2 separate regions of the Capra hircus genome follow, and region 1 is linked to region 2. A link is a contact called in public Hi-C data. All regions are on one chromosome and are shown on one strand. Each heading gives the region's core, a stretch centred on a gene start, on an enhancer-like site or on the middle of the called end of the contact. The rest is flanking DNA. Distances are from core to core; before and after follow the strand shown. Region 1 holds the start of ITM2C (integral membrane protein 2C). Region 2 has its middle 44 kb from the start of TRNAW-CCA.

Region 1 (6,624 bases), core at 3,462-5,961, 110 kb after region 2:
ACCCAGGAGGGGCCCAGGCCTCGGCCGGCCTGTCTCACAGAGCCTGCGGTAGTGTTCACTAAATGATTTGGCAAAGCCAGGCCCTCAAGAGTCTGGGGAACTCAGCCAACTGAAGCATTAACTCAGAAGACTCCCCCACACCAACCCCCCACCCTAGGGCTCATGGAGAGAGCTCCCAGCGACTTTCCCTCAGTGACAATGTTCAGAATAGCTGCAAGCAGATGAAACTCCAGTTGCAGGCTGCTCGGAGGAGGGTGGCAGGGGAGCCAGAAATGCACCCACTGCAGGCCCAGGCCTACGGCCGTGGCCAGAGTCCCCACCCTCACCTTCCCAGTACCATTCCTTCTTCCTGAGCATCTTTCTTTCCCAGGCTGCAGACCACAGAGACGAGGCCACCAGTGAGAGAGACACTGTGTGTGTGGGTGAGGGAAACAGAAGCCTTGCAGGGGTAAGGGGGCTGGGCCTCCTCTCGGAGCTGTGCTCAGCAGTGCAGACATCAGCGGGGTGAATGCTGAGGACTAGTCGTGAACCCTCCATCAGTGAAACCCAGGGTGGCCCAGGGACCCACTGCTGCCCCAGGAAGGATGTGGGCCGAAGAACACTCTCCACAGCCCTCTGCTCTGCTCAATTGCTCTCCTGTTCTGCTCCTGACAGGCAAGGGGAGACCCCAGAGAACAAAGGCCGAGGAAGATAGACGCAGAGCTGGCAGGGCATTCCTGGGGTCAACGGTTCAGTGGCTGTGCTCCACTGGTCTCACCAGAAACATTTTTTTCTTTCTGGTAAGAGAAACTCATCCTCCGTGGCAATTTGCTGACAGCCTGGAAACACCCAAGGACCACGGGCTGAGGGGAGCCCGAAGAAGAGAGGGAAAGGAGAGAGAAAGCAGAAAAAAGTCACCGCAGCCCAAGCCCAGACACCAGAGCCCCTCAGCAAAGGCCCGGGGTCCGGGGGCAGGGGGCAGGACCCCCAACCACGGAGGTCCTCTTAGCCCAGCCCATGGGGCCGGTGGGTGGGGATGCGGAGCCCTGCTCCACCCTCTGGGCTGGTTAGGGGACCCTCCCCCCACCCCCCACCACCACCACTGCGGGAGACCCAGCTCCCTCCTGCCAAGGACCTGAGGCAGGGAGGTGGAAAGTGAAATCTGATCCCCAGGTATGTGGGCTGGGGGAGGGAGTGACATTAATCAAAGGCCAAAGCCAGGGAGAAAATTACAGCACTGAGATGACTGTATTGACCTCACTTCTCTCCTCTTGGAGGCCCCCAGCCCAATCGTTTGAGTCTGTACATGCCCACACCTGGCTCTGTGCGTGTGCGTGTGTGTAACACATGGGTGAGCAAAGACAGAGGCAGTTGGTGGGGAGAGGGGAACTGGGCTGAGAGGCATAGGGCTGGCCAGAGGGTGCTAAGAGGGGTGCTTCCGGTCCAGCCCACTTTCTGAGCTGGCTTGTGGCCAGCTGCCCATCAGTGCAGGCAACTCATTATCTCAGAAGCAAGTACCACGTGGGGAGGGTGGGCAGCTGGAGGCCCAGATGGGCCCCCACCCCCATCCCTTCCTGGGCCCCACCGAGGAGCTTCCTTCCAGCAGCAGGTCTGGGGACAAAATCCTCCTTGTTTCACTTTTCTGCAGAGAAGCAGAGGGAGGCCCACAGTGAGGATGCTACTACCCCTAGCCTGGCCCTGGGGGCCTGCACTCAGGTTGACATTTTACTGTGACAGCTTAGAGGGTAGCTTCATGGGGGAGAGGCACTCAGGAATGCCTCTGTTCATCAGTTGGTCCTTCCAAGGCTTTAAGTCTTATTTTTGATTCAGTTCAATGACCAGGGATGGTTCCAGGGTTACCCCCAGCCGGAAGAGACCTTCTAATAAGCTTTCCTCTGACAGCCCATGTGGTTCAGAGAGTAAAGGATCTGCCTGCAATGCAGGACACCTAGGTTAGATCCCTGGGTGAGGAAGATCCCTTGGAGAAGGGAATGGCAACCTACTCCAGTATTCTTGCCTGGGAAATCCCATGGACAGAGGAGCCTGGCGGGCTAGAGTCCATGGGGTTGCAAAGAATCAGACTGAACGAAGCTCACTCACTCTAATAGACTGAGCAACTAACACTTCCACATTCTGACAACCCATCAGCACGGGACCAACCCAAATGCCCTGTTTTGGTGAAGCAGTCCCTGCTCATGCTGTCCTGGGCTACTGTAAATGCTGGGCGCCTCCTGAACTTACTGGTGAGGTGGGGGGCCATGCAGGGGGAGGGGTGGCCACGGCAGGGGGGCTTGCTCTACATCAGGCACTGGATGTGGGGGCAATGTGCCCACTGGCCGGTTAAGGCCACAGGAGGTTCACAGAAGTGAACTCTCTTCCCAAGGCTCCAATTCCATCAGGGGACTGGCAGAGCCAACGTGCAACACCCGAAAGCCTCCCCTGAGCCCTCAGGGCTGAGGAGCTGTGAAAGTTTATTAATAAGCAGATTTGACGTAAAGATGCTGGGATATTAATCCTCCTCCTGGGGCCCAATGGCTCCCCCTTGCCAGTTAAGAGTGAGGGGGACCTTGCCCAACTAACAAGGTTTGCCAGGGGTGGCAAGCACACTCAGCAGGCTCGAGGCCACTGCAAACAGCCCCCAGGGAAGAAGATGTTGATATTTCCATTTCATGCTCGGTGAGGGGGAAGAGAGGACGCTGGACTTGGGAGCCAGAAGCTGGATGTCAGATACTGCCGAGGCGATGCTGGCATCCGCCATCCCTCCCGACACCACGAGCAGGCTGCCACTGGAGAATGTGCGGCTCCTGCGAAATCCGGCAGACCTTCTGATGGAGTTTGAATTGCATCCTCCCACTGTCTGGCTGATCCTCCCTCCTGCCTGAGTCTTGTAGCTCTGGGCGTCAGGGTCGTTTTCCAGGCCTCAGCTGGGTACCCGGCTCTGGGAGAAGCAGCTGGGAGAAGAAAGGGGTGAGCGTCCTGCACTCTCTGGGGGCAGAGGGGGAGGAAGAAGGTTTAAAGAGCCTCTTGCAAACTTTAAAAGCTGCAGGCCAGGCCTTCAAATAGGAAATGTCCCCTTCCCATCCAAGCATCAGAAGAAGACGGAGCTGCTCTGATCCTGGCTGCAGAGCAAACCCCCCAACCCAGCCTGGGTGTTACTGATGCCGCAGTGACCACGCCAGGGCAGGGGAGCTCGCCAAGGCTCTTCCTGGAATTCAGCACTCAGGGAATCTTCACTTGGGTGTGTGACACCCACCTCTGACCACCCTCTCCTGTGTCCCCTTCTCACAGGGCACAGGTCATTCTGCAGCACCCGGCTTTCCATACCCCAGCAAGATTTAGTTGGAGCCATCAATTTGGGGAGGGGCCTTGGCGCTGAGGAAGACATCCCAGTAGCCAGCAACGGGACGGGGACGGGCGGCGTAGATACCTTTGCCGGGGCCACTCCAGAGCCAGACTGAACCAAGCTCTCCCTCCCCTCCTCGCCCGCCACGCGTCCGGCCCCTCTGGGCCCTCCCCTGGTCGGACTCCTCGCAGCTCAGACAGTTTTCCACCGGCGGAAATGCCTCCTCTACCCCAGGCCGGAGGGAAAGGGGAGGAGGGGAGCTGGCGGGGGCGGGGTGCACCGAGGTCCGCCCCCACAAAGCGCAGCCTTCGTGATAGAGGGCACCGGGACACCGCGGGCTGGACGGGGTAGCCCAGAGGTCCAGGGAGGCGGGAGAGGAAGGAAGAGGAGGGCAGGGAGGCCCAGGCGGCCTGGGGTAGGGTGGGATCAGGGCATCCAACCTCGCAACCCCGAATCTCGAATCCCGGACGTGCGGCCAGGAGAGTTCTGGTTTATTTTCATTTCATATCTCATCACTTTCTGATCCACTAATTCAGGTGCGGACTAACAGCACATCCCTCGCCCCCCGCCCCCCCACCCCCAGCAGTCTCCCGTTTGGGACGAAATCCACAGTCCCTCCCCCTTCGTTGGCACCAGACGCCTCATCTCCTTTATTCCCCACCAATCACAACCCACCACCCTACTTTGGGGAAAACAATGTTCAACTCTCCTCCCATCCCCCACCTGGGACTCGACCCGCGGCCCCTCCTCCCTGATTGGAACCAGACGCCTATACCCCCCCACCAACATTCCTCGAACTTCTTCGGACCAACCCCCTCCCCTCTTTGGGGACCAGGCGCCTAGGGCCCCCCTCCACTTTTGGAAGAGACCTGGAACTCTTCCCCACCTGGGACAGCGACCGGATCCCCTCCGATTCTTCAGACTTAACGCTTTCGGCTGCAGCTGAAGGTCGAGACCCAAGCCCCCTCCCCACTTCCGGATGGGAAGATCCATCCCGGACTCCCAGCAACCCCCCCCCCCTCCGCTCTAGACCCCGGGGTCCCGATGCACCTCGGGCAGTCGCCGGAGGCGGCCGGGCGAGCTTCGGTTCCCCGCACCCCCGGCCACCGGAGATCCCCGGCCCTTCTCACCCGAGCCGGCGTCAGCAGGATCTCAGCGGCCGGGGCGGGCGCTGGGGCCGAGGCCGAGGCCGAAGCCTTGTCGGCCTTGTCGCCCTTGATGCCGGCCACCGCCGGCTGGAAGCTTATCTTCACCATGACTGCGCCGGCCCGAGCGTCCCCCCTGTAGCCTCCGCCCGAGCAAAACCCACTCGGTACAGCCTCTCTCGGTAGCACAACCGCTCAGCTCTCCGCAGGCACCGGAAGTTTGGATCTCTTTCGGGTCCTTTTCTCTAACCCCACCCCCAGCCCTCTCCGCCCCCCGCCCGCCCCCACCTCGCCGAGGGAGGGCCTTGACGCCAGCCGCGCCTGCGCCCCCTTCCCGCGGTCGGGGCTCGCAGTGACCCCTGCCGGGCGCGCTGCCCCAACCTGGGAACGTCTGCGGTTCCCGCAACCACTCACTCACTTAGTCCGTCCATCCATGCATCCATCCATGCATCCATCCATGCATCCATCCATTCGTCCAATCAGGCATGGACTCTGTCCCCCTCCGCCGCCGCCTTATCCCTTCCAGCTGCTTCTCCAAGACCAGCATCCTCAGAATACAGTCTTTGTTGAATCCGTGTTTGCCGGGCAAAGGCATCTTCTAGACAAGTTTCCCATCCCCTTTACCCCACTTCCTATCCTCTTCGGAAATGCTGGAGCCTCCTGTGTACCTATTCCCACCGCTCCCTCCTCCCACTTCCTCTTCCGAGGTGTCCTGGGCCCTGCGAGGAGGTGCCAGGTGCCTAACTGTTTGCCTTCGTCCTGCCTCTTGCACCCATCTACACCTCCTTCATTCTCCATCAGTCTTTTCCCTTCATCCTTAGTCCCGGCAGAATCTTCCTGACGGCCCCTGGGGGTGAATCCGAAGGACCAGGCGAGTAGAGAAATGAAGACAGCCCCTGTTCTTTAACTCTCTTGGTTACCTGCAGTAAGGGTCCTGTGGGCCATTTCTCAACCACCCAGGGGGATTCTGGCAAGTGTGACGGAAACATCCGCAGGACAGGGTATCTAGAGGCCCATTCCTTATCTTGGGATGGCTTTGGGATGCTCACCACGCCCTCCTCCGTGACTCCTCCCACTCTCCGGTGGACCCTGCGGAGCAGCCAGAATTGGCCCCAGGGGAAGGTGTCCTGGAATCAACCTCTGCAACAGTTCATTTAGGAACTAAAATTCCAAATGTGAATTTTTACGTGTTTTACCTCTTTCTCCAAATTGAACTGTTGTGTGCTGTTCTTAAAATTGATCTGGTTTATTACAATGTAAAGCACTGGTCGTTTACAGCTTATCGTCATAATTAAGCCCTAGAAGGTCAGTGGACCACTGCTGCAAATGCAGTAGTCTCAGAAAAGTGTCTACCACCACCCTCAGAGTTCTATCAGCTCCCCAGAGCTTATCCATTTTATAACTGAAAGTTTGTACCTTTTGACCAACCTCTCCCTATTTCTCCCATCCCCAGCCTGTGGTAACCACCATGCTATGCTGTCTTTGGTTCCATGAGCTAAACTGTTTTAGGTTCCACATATAAAGAAGATCACAGGTAGTGTTTGTCTTTCTCTGTCTGGTTTATTTCACTTACGCATAACATCCTCCAGGGTCATCCATGTTGTCATAAGTGGCAGGATTTTCTTAATTTTTATGGCTGAATAATATTCCATTTTATAGATATACCGCATTTCTTTTTATCCATTCATCCATCAGTGGACATTTAGGTTGTATCCATGTCTTGGCTATTGGGACTAATGCTGCAGTGAACATGAGAATGCAGATATCTTTTCAAGATACTGATTTCATTCCCTTTGGCTGCATAACCAGTAGTGGAATTGCCAGAGCACGTGGCAATTCTATTTTTAATTTTTTGAGGCACCTCCATACAGTTTTCCATGATGGCTATACCTGCGAAGTATATTAAGTATATTGAGGAGAGAGTTCTGCTAAAAAAAAATCAATAGAAGGATACAAATCTCTAGGAAATCTAATTAATAAATAAGAGAGAAAATATCAAATACATTTCTATATCTTATAGAAAGAAGATGTAACTATAGGTAAGGTGGATATTACAAATTATAATGTCTTTTATATATAATTATATCTAATAAATATAAATATCCTGAAGTGATGATTTTATAGAAAAGTATTTTTTTGGCCAAAATGGAGCCAAGA
Region 2 (6,578 bases), core at 249-2,748:
GTTTTTTGGGGAGAATGGTGTAATATTCAAGTCAGCAAGTTTTTGAGTAAAATAGATTGCTCTCCATAACCTAATATGGGTGGGCCACATCCAATCAGTTGAAGGCCTTAAGAGAAAAGACTGAGCTCCCTCGAGCTAGGGGGAGTTTGTCAGCAGACTGCTTTTAGACTTGAACGGCAGCATCAGTTCTTCCTTGGGTCTCTAGCCTGTTGGCTCACTGCAGATTTTGGACTTGCCAGTGTCTGCGATCATGTCCGCTTCATTCTCTAAAATGAATCTGTCTCTCCTTATACACACATCCTATTCATTCTATTTCTCGGGAGAACCCTGACTGATACAGGGAACCTCGGACCTTGGTTGAGGTTGGCAGACCTGAGAACTCCCTGAGACTTTCAACATTTACCAAGCATCTGCGGTGTGTTGAGCTCCCAGACACTGGGCATGGTGACTATGAACAAGGCTGCTCCCGAAAGTCTAGAATTGGATGATGTGGGCCTGTCCCTGACATGGCTTTGGATGAATATTTAGCCCAGAGGGAAGGCACTGGGCCTGGGCAGTGAGATGAGATGGACAGCTCATCCTAGAATTCCTCTTGATGAGACTAATCTTCAGAAAACTACCTTAGATTTACTCGGGGAAGTAAGCCCCCCCCCCCCGCCCCCGGAAGTGACCACATCACTGCCCTCCCTTCCTTCTCTCCCTCAGCACCTTGATCCAGTCCCTGACCTGCCCAGCCTTGCACGGGCCCTGACCCATTCTAGAGGAGAGGAGGAGATTTCTACCCGCTGTCAGGGAGCTTGTATTCAGGGTGGCTCATGGTTGGATGGCATCACTGACTTGATGGATGTGAACCTGAGCAAGCTCCCGGGAGTTGGTGATGGACAGGGAGGCCTGGTGTGCTGCAGTCTGTGGGGTCGCAGAGTCGGACATGACGGAGCGACGAACTGAGCTGAACTGACATTCGTGGGAATAACATCCAGTGAGTTGCCACACACATGCCCATAACTTAGGAAATCCAACTGAAAAAATCGGGATGAAGAAATTTTTTAAAAGTCTCATTAATGCATGTCCCTCTTCCCACTCCCATTTTCAAATCAGATCTGCTCCCAGGGCAAGGGCAATCTTGTCTACAGTGCAGGGGGACAAGTTGGTTTTTGCTTTCGAGCTTCAAGGTCTGGCTCTTGGTGGTTTAAAAAAGGGATCTTCGAGGGTGATTTTGGCTACAAGGATTTAAGCTTTCTGTTCTGGCTTTTGAACTTCGCACTCACACCACCCCCACCCCCACCCCAGTCACAGGAATCTAGGACTTCACAGAACCAGTTCAAGGCTTGCGTGAGAAGCCCTCAGCAGGATTAATGGCCAGATGAGTTTTCTCCTAAGCCTGGGGTCCGGCACAGAGTAGGCAGCCAGCAAATGTTTGTCAAGGGGTTCAAACAAGATCGATGCCCAAGCTCATGGAGTCTGATGGAAGGCGACACAGCTGGGGCCTGGGGCGGCCAGCTGAGAGACCTCAAGCCAGGGGGGTTTGGAGGCAGGCCTAAAGAGAGATCCGTCTGCGTGCTGGGAAGGGGCTTGGGGCCCACCAGCACTTCCCAGAATGCCTTCTGTTTTCTTCTTGACAAGCGGTGAGAGCCTGAGGGAGTTATGGGTTTCTCAGCGCAGTTGTAGTATGAGTGGTCCTCACCACAAGGCCCCAGAGCCAAGTCAGAAAGAAAGCGAGGCAAACCACTGCCTCTCCTTTCCCATCTTCTGTGAAAGTCTCACGCTGCTGTGGGTTGAATGGGGGCCCCCAAAGAGACATCCACCTTACAATTCTGGGGACCTGTAAATATGACCTTATTTGGGAAAAGGGACCTTGTAGACATAATTGAAGATCTTGAGATGAAGAGACCTGTGGGAGCTTTATCTTGATGGGCCCTAAATCCAATGCCAAGTGTCTTTATCAGAGACACAGAGGACAGACACACAGCAGAGAAGGCGTAGGAAGACAGAGGCTGAGATTGGAGGGTTGCTGCCACGGGCCAGGGGGTGCCTAGAGTCCCCAGAGGCTGGAGGATACAGGAACACCAACAGCCTTAGCGTTTTTGGAGGGAGTGTGGCCCTGCTGGCACCTTGATTCTGGCTTTCTGGTGAGAGTATACATTTCCGTTGTTTTGAGCCACTGACTCCGTGGCAATTTGTTGCAGGAGCCCCAGGAAATTAAAACAGATTCCAACCCCACAGTTCCTGCTCCTTCCAGAGGGTTTGTATTTCTAAGGACTCTTCTCCCACACTTGCTTGTTTTGCCGTGTTTTGCCTTGTTTTGTTCCATGTCCACCTGGAAGTGAGGCTTAGTCCCTTTGTTTCATTCCGAGTAACAGTGCACTTTGATCAAGAATTTCTTGTTTTTAGGAAACTGTGGATTATGGGGTTGGGGGAAGGAGGGTAGCAGAGGAAGGTTCCAGTCTCCAGGGTGATCCTGGGTAAATAAAATGATCTCTAACCTTTGCAAAGCAAATCATAACATCTCTGGGGTGGCCAGGCCTCAGAGGCAGAATCGTGTCTACAAGCGTGTGTGTATGTGTGTGTGTGTGTGTGTGTGTGTGTGTGTGTATGAGACAGAGTTTGTGTTTGCCTGTGCGTCCCTGAGCAGTTCCTCTGTCCCCATCCTGGTTTCCAGGAGAGAAAGGCAAGGCATCCTCCTGGCTAGCGAGACAGAGACTTGTCCCCTGGAATGAGGGATGCTGTCCAGAATCTGCTTCTGAGGACAAAGGAGAGTGGAGAAACAGAAGCCTGCACAGGACTCAAGACTTGTTCTTCTGTGTTCTTCGAGGAGTGGCTGAGGTTTCTGGAGGAGCGGGGCAGGCTCTGGCCACACGCAGCTTCCGTGACTCCACACAGACCCAGAGCACAGCTCCGGCCTCTCTTCTGTGTGCCTGTCGTACACCCACCTCCCTCCCCTGGGGCTGCTCCCGGATGTCCTGTGAGGGCCACCACCGTGTGTGCACTTATACAAGCCAACCCTCCTGCTCATCATCGCCCAAATCCACCCCATCCCCAGAGCCTGCCAGTTGTACCTCCTGCTTGTCACTCGACTGTCACCTGGGCAGTTCCCCCATCGCCAACTCTGCTGGTGCTGTGTTCCTCCCGTTCAAGGCATTTGTGGTGGTTGCAGTTTGCCTGTGAACTTTGGAAGGGCTGCTCTTTCATCAGGGTGTCCCTAGTGCCCCAAATAGTGCCTGGTGCTCAAGAAATACTTGTCAAATAATTGAGTGAATGAAGGAACAAACACAGTTTTGAGCCAAGAGAGGGCTGGAAAGGCCAGAGCTCCTGCCCTAGCACAGCCTGAAGTCTACTTAGGAAGAGCCCCAGGGTCCTAGGTGAAAAGAAAGGGGAGAACCCCAAGACCCTGATGCTGGGAAAGATTGAAGGCAGGAGGAGAACGGGAAGACAGAGGATGAGATGGTTCGATGGCATCACTGACTCAGTGGACATGAGTTTGAGTAAATTTTGGGAGTTGGTGATGGACAAGGAGGCCTGGTGTGCTGCAGTCCATAGGGTCACAAAGAGTCAGACATGACTGAGTGACTGAACTGAACGGAAACTTTTCCAATGAATGCTGGGTTCATGGTGTCTGTGAATGGTGAGAGTTTTACCAGGTGCTTAGTGGGGCCGAGGATGTTCAAGGAACGTGAAATATAGACCCTTCCATCTTTTAGGAAGATATAAGAGGGTTAGTCTGTGGTAATTTAGGAAGTCTTTCTAAACTGTGTGGGTGGCAGACCCCCTTGGGTATGGCAGCAAGCTCTATCACAGCCTTCTCTGTTTGCTCTGCAAATCCCCCCTGACCCCAACATTTTGAAATTGTCAGATCTACAGACAAGTCGAGTATTGTGAACAGCCTTATACCATCCGCTGGATTCTCCAACGGTTAATATTTTGCTATATTTGCTTTCTCTTTCTCCCCCTCTCTGTTTATCTTATGTACTTTTATTTTGCTGAACAATTTGAAAGTAAGTTGCTGACTTCTTGACACTTCACTTCTAAATATCTCAGCATCTCCTAATAAGGATGTTCTCCCACGAAACCACAATACCATTATCATCACTGTAACAACATCCAGTATACCATTCATATTCAGATCTTTAGAGTTGTCTACCAACAGCAATTTTTTAAAAAATTTAAAATATTTGGCTGAACCAGGTCTTAGTTTCAGCATTTGAGATCTTCAGATGCGCCATGTGAACTTCTTAGCTGAGGCTCACAAACTGTTAGCTGTGGCATGTGAAATCTTGTTCCCTGATTAGGGAGCAGACCCACGCGTCCTGCATTTGGAGCATGGAGTCTTGGCCACTGGACCCCAGGGAACCTCACAACAAATGTCTTTTATAGCTGGATTTTTTTCCTATCCAGGATCCAATCAAAGTTCACATATGATATTTGGTTATGTCCCTTTAGGCTCTCTTAATCTAAAACAGTCTCTTAACTTCCAGCTGTTTCACTGCTATTTGTTTCTGTGACATTGGTTTTTCTGAAGAGTCTCAGCCAGTTGTCATGTAGGATGTGCCACACGGTGGATTAATCTGGTGATTTACTCACAGTTAGATTCAGGTTTAATATTTGGGGCAGGAAAACTCAGTGATAATCACATTTCTCATTGCCTCACCTTGGTGGGCAAACATCATCGTGCCATGCACTCTTGGTGATGCTGAATTTGATCACCAAGCCTCTCTCCACTTTGTAGTTCGTGAGTGATTTATGGAATTGTCACATGGGCAGAGGATCAACTGAATATCTAGTTCACCCAGTAGTTTAGCAATCATTGATGAGACTTACCTGAATGGAGTACTACAAACAAAAGTGCTGGGTTTTCATTCTTTTATTAATTCTATATTTATTAGCTGGCATTTTTTTGTAAGAATCCTCGCCCTTCCCCCCTCCCTGCCCCCGACCCCGCCACCGCCACCACCCACCTACCTTTTTCTTTTTTCTTCTAAACATCACTGTGGATTTTTTAAAGTGTTCTAACTCAATAATATTGTTATTCATTTTGATGTTCACATTGTCCCACACAGCATCTAGGTCAGAGCCTGAATCCCTTTGACACAATCACATTTATCTTGTGTACTTTTTTTTGCTTTCTGGCATGGCAAGATATGCCAGGCTCACATTGTACATTTTCAACCCCAGACTTAGAATGAACCATTTCTTCAAAGAGTCCTTGTTCCTGGTTCCCTCAGTGGTGAATGATACATGGGAAACAAGAACTTAGTGTTATGTGTGTTCACTGCTACAGGAGTTGCAGTCACTTCTGGGCCCAATAGTGAACAATCCAGGAAAAGTTAAAAAAAAAAAAAATCAACAACAACATGAGTTCAAACTGATGTTTCCACCCCAAATTTAATCTCATATGGGTTTTCTTTAACTTCTTTTTTAATTAATTAATCAATTAGTTTTTGTTTGCCCTGGGTCTCTGTTGCTGTGTGTGGGCTTTCTCTAGTTGCAGCGATGGCGGGCTGCTCTTTCCTGTAGTGAGCGGACTTCTCATTGCCGTGGCTTCTCTTGCTGCAGTGACTTCTGTGGAGTACAGTATCCAGGCTCGCGGGTTTCAGTAGCTGTGGCTCAAGGACTCTAGAGTGCAGGCTTGGTAGTTGTGGCACAGGGCCTAGTTGCTTCGCAGTATGTGGAATCTTCCCGGACCAGGGATCGAACACGTGTCCCTTGCCTTGGCAGGCAGATCCTATTACTGTGCCACTAGGGAAGTCCATCTTTAACTTCTTTTACTTATTATTAGTATCTTTTTTCTCTTACAGTAAAATATGTATTTGCTTAATACTATGTAACACATAAAAGTTTCAGAGCTACAAGACTAGTGTGATAACTAACCGTACACCTACTAAGGACAGTTGACCCTTGAACAACATGGGAGTTTGGGACACCCACTCTCTGTCCCAAATCCGAGTATAACTCGTTGTCAGCCTCTGTGTCTGTGTTTCTGCATCTGTAGATTCAAGGGACCGAGGACTGTGTAGTATTGCAATACTACTCAGTGAAAAATATCTGTGTGCTGGTGGACCCATGTAGTTCACACCCATGGTGTTCAAGGGTTAGCTGTACCAGAATTTTTCTGCCTTTGCTTTTTCTTCTTAGAACAACTAGAGTACTTGAATCAATTCCTTTTGTGTGGTCATATCAGTTTTTTCCTGTTTGCACTCCATGGTAGAATTGCTTTATCCCATCCTTTTAAATTTAATTTTTAGAATACATAAAACATTTATATGGTTCAAAGTTCGAATGATATAAAAAGGTATATAAGACAATTCTCACTGCCATCCCCAATCCTTCTACATTGTCCCCTCCCACCTCCATAGCTAACCCTTTTTGTTAGTTTCTGTTATACTACCTGTATTTCTTACACGAAAATAACACACATAGAGTCTTATTTTCTCCTCTTCCTTATACAAAAGACAGTATAATACATATCTCCTCTTTTTTCATATTACCCTGAGCTTTGTTACCCATTAAAAAGACCTCTGGTGTTCCCCGTCATTTCTTCCGGTTTAATATTCTGCCTCACGTGGAATCCATGGAGTGCTGGT

The links. Hi-C and Micro-C count contacts between places; a contact is called where the count stands out from the background.
Region 1: a contact with region 2 is called in a Hi-C map of blood, with 2.0 times the contacts expected there. The contact joins the promoter of ITM2C here to the enhancer-like site in region 2. A contact is called at or near these places in 2 of 5 Hi-C or Micro-C datasets (blood and liver).

What each region holds. Positions count from the first base shown.
Region 1 is chr2:17,055,630-17,062,253 of ARS1.2, forward strand. ITM2C (integral membrane protein 2C) reads right to left here and starts at 4,712. Exons shown (of 6, transcript XM_018058402.1): 1 at 4,453-4,712. The coding sequence starts at 4,578.
Region 2 is chr2:16,945,098-16,951,675 of ARS1.2, forward strand. No RefSeq gene overlaps it. Among named protein-coding and RNA genes, the nearest start is that of TRNAW-CCA, 44 kb to the right of the region's middle. Within about 2 kb of position 1,499, at least 1 of the 5 cell types and tissues checked has an H3K27ac peak or open chromatin away from gene starts, as enhancers often do.